Regions from separate parts of the Mus musculus genome. Here region 1 is linked to region 2. The links are chromatin contacts, called in public HiChIP or PLAC-seq maps. All regions are on one chromosome and are shown on one strand. Each heading gives the region's core, a stretch centred on a gene start, on an enhancer-like site or on the middle of the called end of the contact. The rest is flanking DNA. Distances are from core to core; before and after follow the strand shown.

What was found. HiChIP or PLAC-seq counts read pairs in DNA pulled down with a chosen protein or histone mark.
Region 1: an HNF4G HiChIP or PLAC-seq map of pancreatic cancer cells shows a contact between it and region 2. The contact joins two enhancer-like sites. A contact is called at or near these places in 4 of 484 Hi-C or Micro-C datasets (the HL-1 cell line, cortical neurons, muscle stem cells and 1 more) and 1 of 115 datasets of contacts at active chromatin or transcription factors (pancreatic cancer cells).

Annotation. Positions count from the first base shown.
Region 1 is chr16:93,105,649-93,112,144 of GRCm38.p6, reverse strand. No RefSeq gene overlaps it. Among named protein-coding and RNA genes, the nearest start is that of Gm30474, 23 kb to the left of the region's middle. Within about 2 kb of position 2,339, at least 58 of the 459 cell types and tissues checked have an H3K27ac peak or open chromatin away from gene starts, as enhancers often do. A contact at or near this core is called in the HL-1 cell line and pancreatic cancer cells, where this site is marked.
Region 2 is chr16:92,975,098-92,982,094 of GRCm38.p6, reverse strand. No RefSeq gene overlaps it. Among named protein-coding and RNA genes, the nearest start is that of Gm41499, 22 kb to the right of the region's middle. Within about 2 kb of position 2,289, at least 32 of the 459 cell types and tissues checked have an H3K27ac peak or open chromatin away from gene starts, as enhancers often do. A contact at or near this core is called in the HL-1 cell line and pancreatic cancer cells, where this site is marked.

The sequences.
Region 1 (6,496 bases), core at 1,090-3,589, 130 kb before region 2:
ACACAAGCTTTGTGTTGAGGAAGGAAGAGCGAGGTTTAAATGTTGATGAAACCACACATGGCTCCAAGAGATGGTCATTAAGGTGCAAACTCTTCTATTCTGTGCAGTTGTCATTGTAGAGCAACAGGCCACCATTGTCCACAGCTGAGTCCTGCTGCGGCCGAGGGACAACTGGTAGCCACAATGCAGAGTGTATTTTGAAAATACCCCAGAAAGAGATAGTAGGTCGAGATTGATATCTGAGAAGACCTAACAGCTCAGAAGAGAGCAACCATCTTTTTACCACAAAATCTGTTCTGGATCATCCTCTGGGGTCTCCAAGAAGCCTTTCAGAATCAAGTTGACTTTCTTGATTTTTTTTCCTCCCTTCCTCCCTTCCTCCCTTCCTCCCTTCCTCCCTTCCTCCCTTCCTCCCTTCCTCCCTTCCTCCCTTCCTCCCTTCCTCCCTTCCTCCCTTCCTCCCTTCCTCCCTTCCTCCCTTCCTCCCTCCCTTCCTCCCTTCCTCCCTCCCTCCCTTCCTCCCTCCCTCCCTTCCTCCCTCCCTCTCCCTTCCTTCCTCCCTCCCTTCCTCCCTCCCTCTCCCTTCCTTCCTCCCTCCCTCCCTCCCTCCCTCCCTCCCTTCCTTCCTTCTTTCCTTCCTTCTCTTTCTCTTATGTTTGTGTTTCTAAGCAAGAATCTTCCTATATAGGCCACATTGGCCTGAAACTCAGAGCAATCCTCCTGCTGCAGCCTCCCAAGTGCTGAGATTACAGGCACGCTCACCACAATGGTTCTGACGTGGCCTTTCTAAACATCAAAGCCCATAGACTCTTCAGTCTGGATTATTCTTTGCTGTAGGGCTGTCCTGTGCATGGTAGTCCTGAAGGCTTGAGTTGGCCTCTACTGAGAAACACTGTTTTAAACCAAAACAAGGCAAAGAAAAATTGGGCAAGCGCCTGGGAAGCTGGCTTCAGGTGTGGAGCCCTGTCAGCTGCCTGTTGTCCTTTCCCACAGCTGTGTGGAGGGTATTACACACTTGCTTCACAGCCCTCGAAGGCAAGGGGGGCAGTACAAAGACAGAGGCTGCACTACACAGGTGCTCCAGCCAGTGTTGGCTGGATGACTAATGAATGAATGAATGAATGGGTGGATTATGTAACCTATGGTTGAGAGAACTCTGAGGAGGAGGGGCCTCCTTTCCTGGGTTCCCTTGTAGCCCTAGCCCACCCAGAGCTGCGTATGTGCTTCTGCAGCATGGAGAAAAGGAGCAGGCCATGCGCTAGCTCCTAAGTCCTAGATCTGCATTGCACAACTGACTCACGGAGCCCTAAAGACCCCAGAAGCACGTGTGAGTGATCAGCTATTGGCTCGTCTTTCCCTTGATTCTCAAAATTCCAGGTTGTCAGATTACATTCACACAAAGATCCTGCTGAACCAGAAAGATGTCACACCTGGTCTACCCCACCCCTTCCTCTGGTGAACTGGAGAGATGCCATGCAGGCCTGCCCTTTGTTCCCTGTGACTGGTGACACCAAAGTCTCCTGATTCTAAGAAGGACCCATCGTATCCCTTCCGTTTAAAGTGTCCTGTATGTATTCCAGCTTCTGCAGAGGCCTCCTGTGGATGCAAAGCACACATCAACTTGGCAAAGCCTCATCTTGACACGAAAGAAACAAAACCCTGCCAAAAACCAAGGGGCAGCAACAGCAAAGAGACACTCAGGACTTGTTTGTATGTTTAATTTACAATTTCAATGCTATGACAAAAATAAAGTAGGAAAGATGTGGCTTTGCTCATGCTTTCAGAGATTTCAGACTGTGGTCCTTGGCCCAGTGCGCTCTGGGTCTGTGCAGAAGGAGGAACTTCATAGAGGTGGGAGCTAATGATAGGGACATAGCCATGTCATAGCCGATAAAGGAGAGACAGTTATAGATAGATAAACACACACACACACACATATGCACACACAGGTAGACACAGATACATAGGCACACACACACACAGACACAGGGTCACAGACAGAGATAGAGATGGACACAGACAGATAAAGACTCACACAGCGTCAGACAGAGGCACACACACACACACAGAGATAGAGACAGAGATAGACAGAGACAGAGACACAGACAGACAGACATAGACATAGACAGACAGACAGACAGGCAGGCAGACAGAGACATGTTTTCTGTGACATACTTCCTCCAGCTACCCCTCCCCAACATCTAAAGTTTCCAGAACCTCCTAAAATAGCACCAGCAGTTGAGAATCGCGTCTTCAATACGTGAGCCAACCATACAGCGTTGCATGTCTCCTGCTAAAAATAACAAAAGTACGAGTCACCGAGAGGGAGGTAGAGTTGACTCACACTGATTGAGCCACTGGCGTTCATGGCAGTATTGACATTGCTTGTTGGACAGCGGGGAACTGTTAAGAGCCTGTTTTCACTTTCCCAAATTTCCATAAAACGTTTACAAAACACACTTGCTTTTAGTATGATTGTATGGGGAAAGCCATTGGCTCTCCACGCCCTTGGTGTGTGAGGTACGTGTCATAACAAAACAAGAGAGAGGGTGGGTAGGTGGGTAGCCCAGTAGCTACCTCTACAGTGCGTGGCTAGCATGTACAGGACGTTGGTTCAAACCTCAGCAGCAGAGCGGTGGCACATACTGCAATCCCAACAGCCTACCCATAGGTAAAGGCTGGGGGCCCAAGAGCTCGAGATCAGCCTTGGGTATATACAGTAAGCCTGAGGTCGGCTTGGGCTACACTAGACACTGCACGAATCTTCTTAAAAATGTTTACATGGAGTAAACTTGCAGGTAGAACTATTGATGTTCCTCACAAGTTTTTCAAACTTTTTGAATAGTTCCCCCCCCCTTTTTTTAAAGATTGACTTTATTTTGATATTTTATAGAATCTGTTCTGGCAAGAGCCTAGTCACTATTTTAATGGTTGAGAGTGACATGTTAAATAATTAAGCCCTATCTCTTTATGTAGCTAAGACCGCAGAATAGCATCTGTGACATCCTAAGGAAAGCACCAAGCATTGTAATGCCTCAGAACTGGAGAAGTTGGGGCTTGGCCACAACCCCAAAAGATCCAATTTCTGCTTTCAAATATCCTCCATCCTACTGAAGGTCCCTGAGATTAGTGAGCGGCACAAGCACCATGAACTTGAGAATCGACTCTCTGAGAACGTAGCATGTTCTGCGGTGCCCTGTGATGTCAGGGATGCCCCCTCGGATGCTTTCACTTCAATTCACCTCCTCGCTTGTCAACAAGAAGGTTGTGGTCACTTCTCAGGTACATCCACCTCGTTTTGTGAGATAGAATCTCACCCTAACTGGTCATCAAACCCCAGGGACCCAACTGTCACCGCCTCCCCAGAGCTGGCATTACAAGCATGCACCACCACACACACCTTTTTAAGCGTGGGTCCTTGAACTTGGGTCCTCACGCTGTCAAGGCGGACACTTGACTTCCTGCACTGTCTCCCAGGCTTGGTGCCAGTCCTCATTGAGGAATAAGCCAGACATCCAGCAGTTGTATTTGATCTAAAGCTACCCCATCTTGTCCCTGTCACCTAGGTGTGCACAACACGAGCTTTCTGTACTCTTTATCCTAGAAGACAGAAGCCATCTCTGCACACCAAGGACCATAAGACAATATGGATTTCATGACTCCCTCAAACGTTCGTTAAGGCTGGCCTGTCAGGGTTGGGAGTACACATATAACTTAATATACATCTTTTTAGGTCCATAACAAAAAGTGTTGTATGCTTGCAACCAGAACAGCGCCATATCCTAATTATTATTTATTATTGTCATCAAAGCCACAGCTACTGGTCTTGATAGTGAGAGCTAACATGAAATAGATATTGACAAACTATTCACCGATTTAATCATCTCTCCAGCCACTTGTGTTTGCAAATGAATCTCCTGTCAACATCAAATCCTCATCAGCATTCCACACTCAGTGTGTGAGGATCATGTAAAATTGATGAGCTCAGATTTCTATTAAATGCACTACCTATTTCTGGGGTTACTTATATGGGCTTTCTGGAAGCTTGGAATCCTGGTGTCTTATAAACAAGACAGGCTCTGGCCTTTTACTTTAAAAGGGTCTTTAGAAAGCTTTTAGGACTATGCTGAGATGGAGTGCTCGTTAGAAAGATTGGAAAGAATGGAAAATTCCATGTGTGTGAGATTCCTGGGTAATATGTACAAATTAAGACTGTAAAGAAATTGATGGGAGCAATGTACATTTAATTTCAATATTTTGTGTGAATGTGTGTGTATGCACCATGTGTGTACATTGTCTGGGGAGACCAGAAGAGGGGGCTCAGCTCCCCTGAAATGAAAACGAAGTTCTAGATGGTGGGTGCTGGGAATTGAACTGGAGTTCTCTGGAAGAACTGCTAATGCTTTAAACCATTGAGTCATGTCTCCAGTCCTTTATATTTACTTTTAATTTATGTGTCTGTGTGTGCTGCATGTGTGTGCAGGTGCCCTTGTGGCCAGAAGAGGGCGTCAGATGCCAGTGGAGTTATGGGCAGTTATAAACCGACCAATGCAAGTATTGGGAGGCGACTCACATCCTTTGAAAGAACAACAGTTGCTCTAAAGCTCCGAGTCATCCCTCCAGTCCTAACAGGACATTGTTACTCATGTATTTATTTGCCTAGAAGTTCTATGTTGGCCTTAACCATAACGGGACCTAACTCTTGGCACCAAACACTATGCGAATGTTGAGGTATTATTTCCAAGCCCTGGGAACAGCTGCTGTTTATTGTGTTACAGTCGCCACCTCCTGAAGAATGTGATTCTGTTTCAAAGATATCCAAGCACTGACCAGGCAGCCTCAACCCAGATGAGCTGTGGCAACCAACGTGGCACGCTGTTATCCTGCTGTTATGAGGTGCACTCCATCAAGTGGTTCCAGATCCTTCTCCCCTGTGCCTGCAAGGGGAGGCTCTGTTGACTTTGGGGGGGCTGTAAATCCGAGTGGCACTTTTATGATTGAGGGGTAGACAGTGGTAGAGGATTTGTGTGACGCTCTATGAAAATTAGCAAATGCTGCAAACTCTGAGTCAGGAAGATTCATGGGAGGCAAGCCTGGGTTGCAAAAGGCATGGAGGCTTCCTGGAATCCGTGAGCTTCTGAGGATTACAAGAACGATCCCGAGGAGCTTGCCAAGGCCGCTCCTGTGGGATTAAGTGCACGGCCAGCTCTCAGACTATTCCTTGTATTGCATGGCTTGGGAATGCAGGGGCAGGGAGACCGCTAAATACCCTTGGCACTTTGAACTCTTTCAGCTTAGCACCCCTTGACATCATCAAAAATTTTTTTCTTTCTGTTTAGGGGAAGAAAGAGAGAGAGAGAGAGAGAGAGAGAGAGAGAGAGAGAGAGAGAGAGAGAGAGAGAGAGAGAGAAAGGAAGGCAGACCTAATTTGAGAAGCCCCATCCTCACCACAACCCTCTTTAGAACAAATGAACATTTTTCTCATGAGAAAGGTGGTTGACCTTCAATGAAGGACCTTTTGCTCCTGAAAAAAATTAGGAAATAATGTAATAGCTTATGTGTAGGTTGAGGCACTGATCTTATCCACACATTTTTTTTTTTACTGTTCTCAAAGGCTAGAGAAAATGGGATATCTGAATTTTTTAAGATTTGAAATATATAATTCGACCTAAAATAATCTCACTTTTAAGGACTTGGTCTGAGGAAATAAATAATTATAACTGACAAGAGTGAAAGTCATTTCAGAACTGCTCATAAGATCAAAAATGGTCTACTTTTATGTCAAAATGTTATAGATGACGTAAACAGTGTCATCTATAATGTGTTTCTAGAAGTACTCTGAGCTAGAGAGCTGGCTCTGTAGCTAAGAGCCCTTGCTGCTCTTACTGAGGACCCAGGTTTGGTTCTCAGCACCTATTTTAGGTGGTGCACAGCCACCTGTAACTCCAGTTCCAGCGATCAAACAGCATCTTCTGGTGTTCCTGAGTACTGCAAACATATGTGTGCACATGGGATTTGTTCACACAGACACGGGTGCACACATGTGCATGCACACGTGTAAATAAAAACAATGGAAATAACCACTTCAAAAATGCATAGCAGGCTAATGCCTTTCTCAGAAGATTTTCCATTATGGCGGAGAACTTGGAGAGATGGACAGACAGACTGATTTCTAGCAGAGGTTGTTCATGGTGCCATAGAGTCATCTCTCAGAGAAGATTTGTTCTGATGATGCTGGCTACAGAGGGAGACCTCAGGTTAGCTTCTCACATGAAGACAGTGCAACTTCCAGAGGCAATGTTCATTCTTCCAAGGGACCCAGCAAGTCTCAAGTTTTGATTCTTGCAAAACTTCCCTAAGAGTGTACAGAACTCCCCCCTTCGGAAATTTATAAAGTCATATCCCTGTGGGGCTGCATCACCTTGGTCAAGGAGGACAAGACACTCTTGCCAGCTCTCCATGAGTGGTGAGTCTGTGGCCACATGAGTGCTCTCAG
Region 2 (6,997 bases), core at 1,040-3,539:
TTGTGGTGGCTCGAGAAGTGACCCCCATAGGGTCAGGCATTTGTACACTTGGTCCCCAGCTGGTGGAACTGTTTTGGGTGGTTATGGACCATTTGGGAGGTGGAGCATATCACTAGGGACAGGCTTTGGGGGCTTCTCTCTAACCCGGCTCCCTGCTCCTTCCTGCCTCCTGCATGTTTATGAAAATGTGATCAACCAGCTTCTGCCAGCCAAACCAGCCTTGCCACGCCTGCCAGTCAGGATGGATTCCATCCCACCAGCACCATAAGCCATAATAAATCCTCACTCCTTGTGTTACTTCTGCTCATGCCATCTCATTACAGCAACAGAAACGTAAGTAATACAGCTAGATCACAGAAACTCCACTCCCTCTTATCATGACTTGAACATTATAAACATTTTTAAAATATTTTTCTTGTAGAAATTTATCATCTAGCTTATGATGTGCCATAGTTAAAACAATAGGTCCAAAGAACTTTGTGTATACAAAAATACATATAATATTTCATCAATCTAATTATTGATTACATGCTGGAGTAGTAATATTTTTGATAAGCTGGATTAAATAAAAAAGTCTTTACAAGAAATTTTACTTTTAGGGTAACTATTGGCTTTTCAGTCTCTACTTAGGTAAGTTTAATTTATTTCATTTTTACTCTTTATTGTACATATTAGTGGTATATAGACTAATATTTTAGTACATGTACATAATGTATAATGATCCAATCAGGGAACTGTAATTCCATTTACTGATACATCCTTTTCTCATTGTTTCACCTGTAATAATTGTACATATTTATGAGGTACATTGTGGCTACTGGCAGAGAACTTCCATTCTCATGAAATCCAAAGACTATGCCTACAGAAGTGTCTCAGCATAATAAGACCATGTACATATATATCCAGGTGCCAGAAAGATGCCAAAATTACATCATTTTCTGTTTGTTTGTTTGTTTGTTTGCAAAAGAAGAGAAATAAAAGCCAGATATTTACATAGGCCTTCAGCTGTAGTTTTTCTTCAACACTGTAGCAATGTCATAAAGTAATATTTTTTTTAATCTTGGAAACATATAACTGAGATATATGTATTAAAAAAGAGAGATAAATTGGGCCAAAAATTGTTAGGTAAATAACGCTTTATTTTCAACAGAAGGCATGGTGTGTGGAGAATTAAATTAGAAGTCCATAACCTGGTCAGGAAGGCAGAACTCATAGATTAGATTATTAAGGAAGATGTTTCCTTGAAGAAAACAATCATCTTTGAAGACATAGCAGATTTGAGAAGATTAACAAGCTTGAAAAGAAAGATTTCTGTAGCTAAATGAATCACTCGGTGATATAGACCTCCTGGGTTCTGTGACCAGCTCTATGTATTCGAATACTTTATCAGTTAGACTTTGTTTCTGTCTCTGTCTCTGTCTCTGTCTCTGTCTCTGTCTCTGTCTCTGTCTCTGTCTCTCTCTCTCTCTCTCTCTCTCTCTCTCTCTCTCTGTGTGTGTATGTGTGTGTGTGTGTGTGTGTGTGTGTGTGTGTGTGTGTGTGTGTGTGTGTGAAGGTCTACATGGGGCTAATGTATGTGAAGGCCAGAGGTCACCCTCAGGTATTATTCCTTAAGTGAAGGCCATCTACCTCACTTTTGACATAGCATCTCTCACTGGCACCTGAGGTACTCCATCCCAGTAGGTGAAGGTGACTGACCAGGGAGTCTTAAGGATCTGCCTGACTCCCTCCGTGCTGGGGTTACAAGGATGTGCTACCATGCCTGTCTTTTTACCTGTGGGTTCTGGAAATGAAACTCCTCTCATTGCTCTTGTACTGTGACTATTTCACCAGCCAAGCCATCTCCCAGCCTCTGTAGACTCGGGGAGATAACAAGTGTACTGCAGAAGTATAATCCCCAACGATGTGTAGATGACTTTTTCATTTGCACACGAAGCTCTCAGCTACATCTTAGGGAGAAATGGCCCTTTGAAGTGGTTTTCCCCCTCAAGTCTCAAAACAAATTCTTTCATTTAAGAAAATGCCATGAAACCCTTAGATGTGCAGAAGCCTCGACACCAAGCTCTGGCCACTTCCTAACTCAGAAAATTACATTGTGATTATCGATGTTCTCTTCTGGTGGCTCTATTTTCAAAAGACAAATGACTCTGGTTGGAATCTAATTTCCTCTTAGAATTAATGTTGCAAAATTAATGGGCCACCTGATCAAGTTTCAAAGGGTAAATAAATGACCATCCTCCATATAGGTCAGGGTCAGCGGTGACTCCAGTGTGAGTCACAAGACTGAGTGAGCACAAGCAAGTGGTCCCTGTGGCTTAGAAGCCAGGAGCAGTCGTGAGGGACCGGCGGGAGCAGCTGGGGAAGCTGTTCTTTTTCTCCTAATCTACTCAACAGTTTCAGCTTCCAGGAATCGTTAGAGCTGAGGATGCTACAGGAAGGCAGCGGTGTAGCTTCACAAACATCCTAGCATTCCTGGGACATACACACCCCGGTGTAAGTTTCTGTATAGGGAGAGCCAGGTTTTCCAGACCTGGCACAGTGCCTAGCACGAGGATTGAGCTCTCTGGGTGGATTAAAGGAACGATGGGAGGGAGCGAGGTGAGAAAGAGAATGAAGGATAAAGGAGAGAAGGTGGTGAGAGGAGAGGAGATGAGAGGAAGAATAGAGAGAGACATGTAGAGAGAGCGAAGGTCAGGCCTCCCACAGAAACGCCCATGAACTTTGCTTGTGAATATCAATGCAAAAATACTCAATAAATTTCTCACAAACTGAATTAAAAAACGCATCAAAACCATCATTCACCATGATCAAGTAGGCTTTATACCAGGGCAAGGTTGGTTCAATGTACGAAAATCCATGTAATCCACTATATAAACAAACTCAAAGGATTAAAAAAAAAACCACATGATCATCTCATTAGATGCTGAAAAGGCATTTGACAAAATAAAACGCCTCTTCATGTTAAAAGTATTGGAGAGATCAGGAATTCAAGGCCCATATCTAAACATAATAAAGGTAATATACAGCAAAGCTGCAGCCAATATCAAACTAAATGGAGAGATGCTTGAAGCAATCCCACTAAAATCAGGGACAAGACAAGGCTGCCCACTCTCCCCATATCTATTCAATATAGTACTTGAAGTTCTAGCTAGAGAAATAACACAACAGAAGGAGACCAAGGGGGATACAAATTGGCAAAGAAGTAGTCAAGGTATCACTATTTGCAGATGGTATGATATTATACATAAGCAACCCCCAAAATTCTACCAGAGAACTTCTACTGCTGATAAACAACTTCAGCAAAGTGTCCAGATATAAAATTAAGTCCCATGAATCAGTAGCCTTCCTTTATACAAATGATAAATGGGCTAAGAAATCTCATGAAACCAAAACAAGAAAAGGCGGTTTGAAAATTCTTGTATACTTGAGGGTCCTTGTTACCATCCTGTAGGCCAGAAAAGGTGAGTGAATTTCTTCATGACATTTTAGTGGTCACAGTGAGCTTTCCCCAAGGACAAGATCCAAGAATTTATATTGTTGTAAGCTTCTTATGTGAGCTTGCTTGTTTCCTTTGGAGACCCACAGGAGCTAGCAGCCAAATTCAGACCTGCCAACTAACCCACACTATGGATATCCTGCCTTCAAATTTGACTCTCCAGCTGGGACACGAACTTAGAAAGATGGGAAGGGCCACAGGAGACTGTAGGGATTTGAATACTGGTACTGACAAAACCTCAAAAACAACCCATAGCGGCCCCTTTGCTGTCATAGTTCTAAACCATGAAGAACATATGTCCCAGGCTTGAGGTTTCATTTATAACGGTCCACTCTGCTTTACTTGTCTTAAGACAGCTGTGCTTAATACTGCACTGTAATGCCTTTATAGTAAGCCAAACCATATTCAAATTCTGCTGCAGACAGACAGGCAGGCAGACAGACATAGACAGACAGACAGGCACACAGACAGACACACAGACAGACACACAGACAAACATGGAATCTCATGAAACCCAGACTGGTTCAAACTCACTCTGTGGCCTAGCATGGCTTTGAACTTTTCCCTCTCCTGCCTCTATTCTCCAAGTGCCAGGATAACAGGCATGTGTCCCCAAGTCATTTTATACCAGGCAGGGGATTGAGTGCTAGGAGAGCAGTCTACCAACTGGGCTGCGTCCTTAGGACCTCCCTCCTCAGTTAGATTCTGTAGCTTTTAAGATCATGGGGTTATTTGATCCCATGCCTTAGATTCTTCCCTTGCAAAATCAGGTACAAATGAGCCATTTGTAGGCTGGGATTGCTTTGGGATTGACCCCGTTTCACAAAATAGATTAGAGAGCTGACAGACACCAGACGCTTAGGTCTCTGAACTCTTCTTACATACCTGATTCCTTAAATAATCTATGTATACCATTTTACGTTTATGCAATTCTTAAATTCTATACTTCTTTGCAACTTTAGCACAAAAGCTAAAGAGTGTGATGACTCATTGGGTTGTATGAACATATACTGAGCTGAATTCAAGCCACACCAGAGGTGCAGGGCTCTAGCTGGAAATGGTTGACTGTCGGTTAGCCTCAGACTTTCCACAGAGAACTGCTCTAACAGCCTTCTTAATGCATACCTCCCAGGCCCCATTCTCTTGTAAGGCTCATGCAATGTAGGAGCTATCATCTGTGTTTGGAAGCAGAATACCATGTTGTTGTACTCTATGGTGCAGGCTTAGACATTGCCTTATGCCTTAGGGCAGTGTCTAGAATGAAGCCTGACTCCTCTTACCGTGCTGCCTTCAGCCTTCTGAGATGAAACTTTGTACTCTATGTCCAAGGTCTGAATCCCCATTGCAGTGTTGCAGGCATGTGAGTCTGGACCGCTCTCCTTGGTGGATCTGAAGGTGTGCTGGGTGGGCAGGTCTAGAAGGCTGTGGTCTTTACTCTGTTAGTTAATCCCCTGGCCTGGCAGCAGAAGGGCATCCGTAGGGTAGGAATGATCTCTCTCACGGCTTTCTCCTCCCTTCCTACCTGCACCACCATGACAATGCTCTTGGGCATCACGCACAGGTTTGAAGTTCAATGGCCCACCCACCAAGCTCTCCCCATGATTGTTGAAGAGAAATTAGGTCACCTTTGTACGTGATCAAGGCTGGTACATGAGCAAATACATATATTCCTGTCCTCATGGTCATGACAATGGCTGGTAGAAGTGTTTCCTGAGAACAGGAAGGCCTGATAGCCTTCATTCGGTGGGGTTGTCTTCACCCAAAGCCTGCGTGACCCTCTGCACACCACATTCCCCATGACCGTTAGCCTTTTTCAGGAGCTAACACGGAATGGTCCCATACCTTAGGACATATGTCACACTGACTTTCTCTTATACAACAGTCATGCAAATTTATCATTCATAGATAAATTAATGGCAATCTAAGGATGCCATTTAAATCATGCAAAATGTCTCAGAACTAAATTTGCACATAACCAAGAAAAGCAATCACACATCTTGGTTTCCACCTGGTCTATCACATTAAATGTCACTCATGAATATAATTCCCAAACAGACCTAGATGCAGATAACAAAATGTCGATGGACTCAAGTCCTGCTTCCCTAACTTTATAAGCATGGGGCGTGGCCATTCCCTTTGAAGCCCCTCCCAGGCATATCATATGGCTTGGGGACCAGAATGGAGTCCAAGTAAAGACAAGTTTATTGCAGACACGTGCGTGCAACTGAGCCCTTGGGCGACATTATACAACTGGGACTTCCAGAATGGACTGTGCTGTGGAACACACTGTTTATTAAGGGGCAAGTAATAAAAAGTGCTAATTGAAGTTGACATGCGCATTATCCTGTATAGGGCAACAGTTGTTTATGACTTAGGACAGAGGTCAGCGAGCTTCCTCTGCCGGGGCCAAATAGTAAATAATTTATTCTCTGTGGCCATCTGGCCTCCATCTCTACCACTCAGCTCTGCACCATGGTAGAAAGAGAGCCGCCATGGATGATACGTAAATGAATAAGAGCTGTTCCAATAAAACTTTATTTATAAAAACAGACAGCTGCCTGGATTTAACCCACAGGCGATCCTTTGCCAAACCGTGACTACCTTTTTTACAGGAATGTTTTATGACCGATACTGTTTAGAATTACTGAAATTTATTGGATATTTTGTTTACAAATTCTCTACAGAAATGGTACCCTTATTCTGAAAATGGGACTTCACCCCACTGCCAGCCCCTGACTCCCCATTATTTATGTCCAACTTTTAAAGACACATACAATGCCCAGTTCATCCTGGTGGCCCAGGGACCCAACAGCCGGTCTGTATACTGAATATGTTCAATAAATATTCTGAAAATAAACAGGCCCAAATTCAATTTCAAGTAAGGCTTTTATTAACTAGCTATGTAGTTCATTTTATATAGACCCCACAGAGTAATAAAAATAAATAATTTTATAGAGAGTAGGTAAAGTAAACCTGGTTATAATCATTTCCCCTATCCAAACATCCACCTCTTTATATGCCACAAAACGATATGCCATAAACAATAATGTAAATAAACAAGACATTTATATAGTTGGGTAGTTTTATTTCACCAAGTGGATTAAAATGGCCCATCCTGTCTTTCCCTTTTCTTCCGTCTTATCTTTTACTCAGTTGGTCAACACTTCCTACCTCACATGGGTCTTATTTCTTCCGTAGACTTGGTGACTACAGCATTCCTGCTGGGCTGTGCCCTGCCTTGGGCAGCTTTCCCATGGCCTCAGCGAGCTTTTCCCTGTGGCCTCTGCCAACTGTCCAGAAGCCTCTGGCTATGGCACAGGAGAACAGGTGCTGCGGTGGCCCCCTCTCCTCACCCTTCACCTCCCGCATGTTGGCAGTTGCTGCGGCTCCTGACACAGACATTGCTGGCTCTTGCCATCAGCTTGCTTTGTATGGCATGTAGGATGATACCTGAGCCTTGCGCAGTCTCATTTCCTGAGGCTCACGAATGTGTTGGCTTTA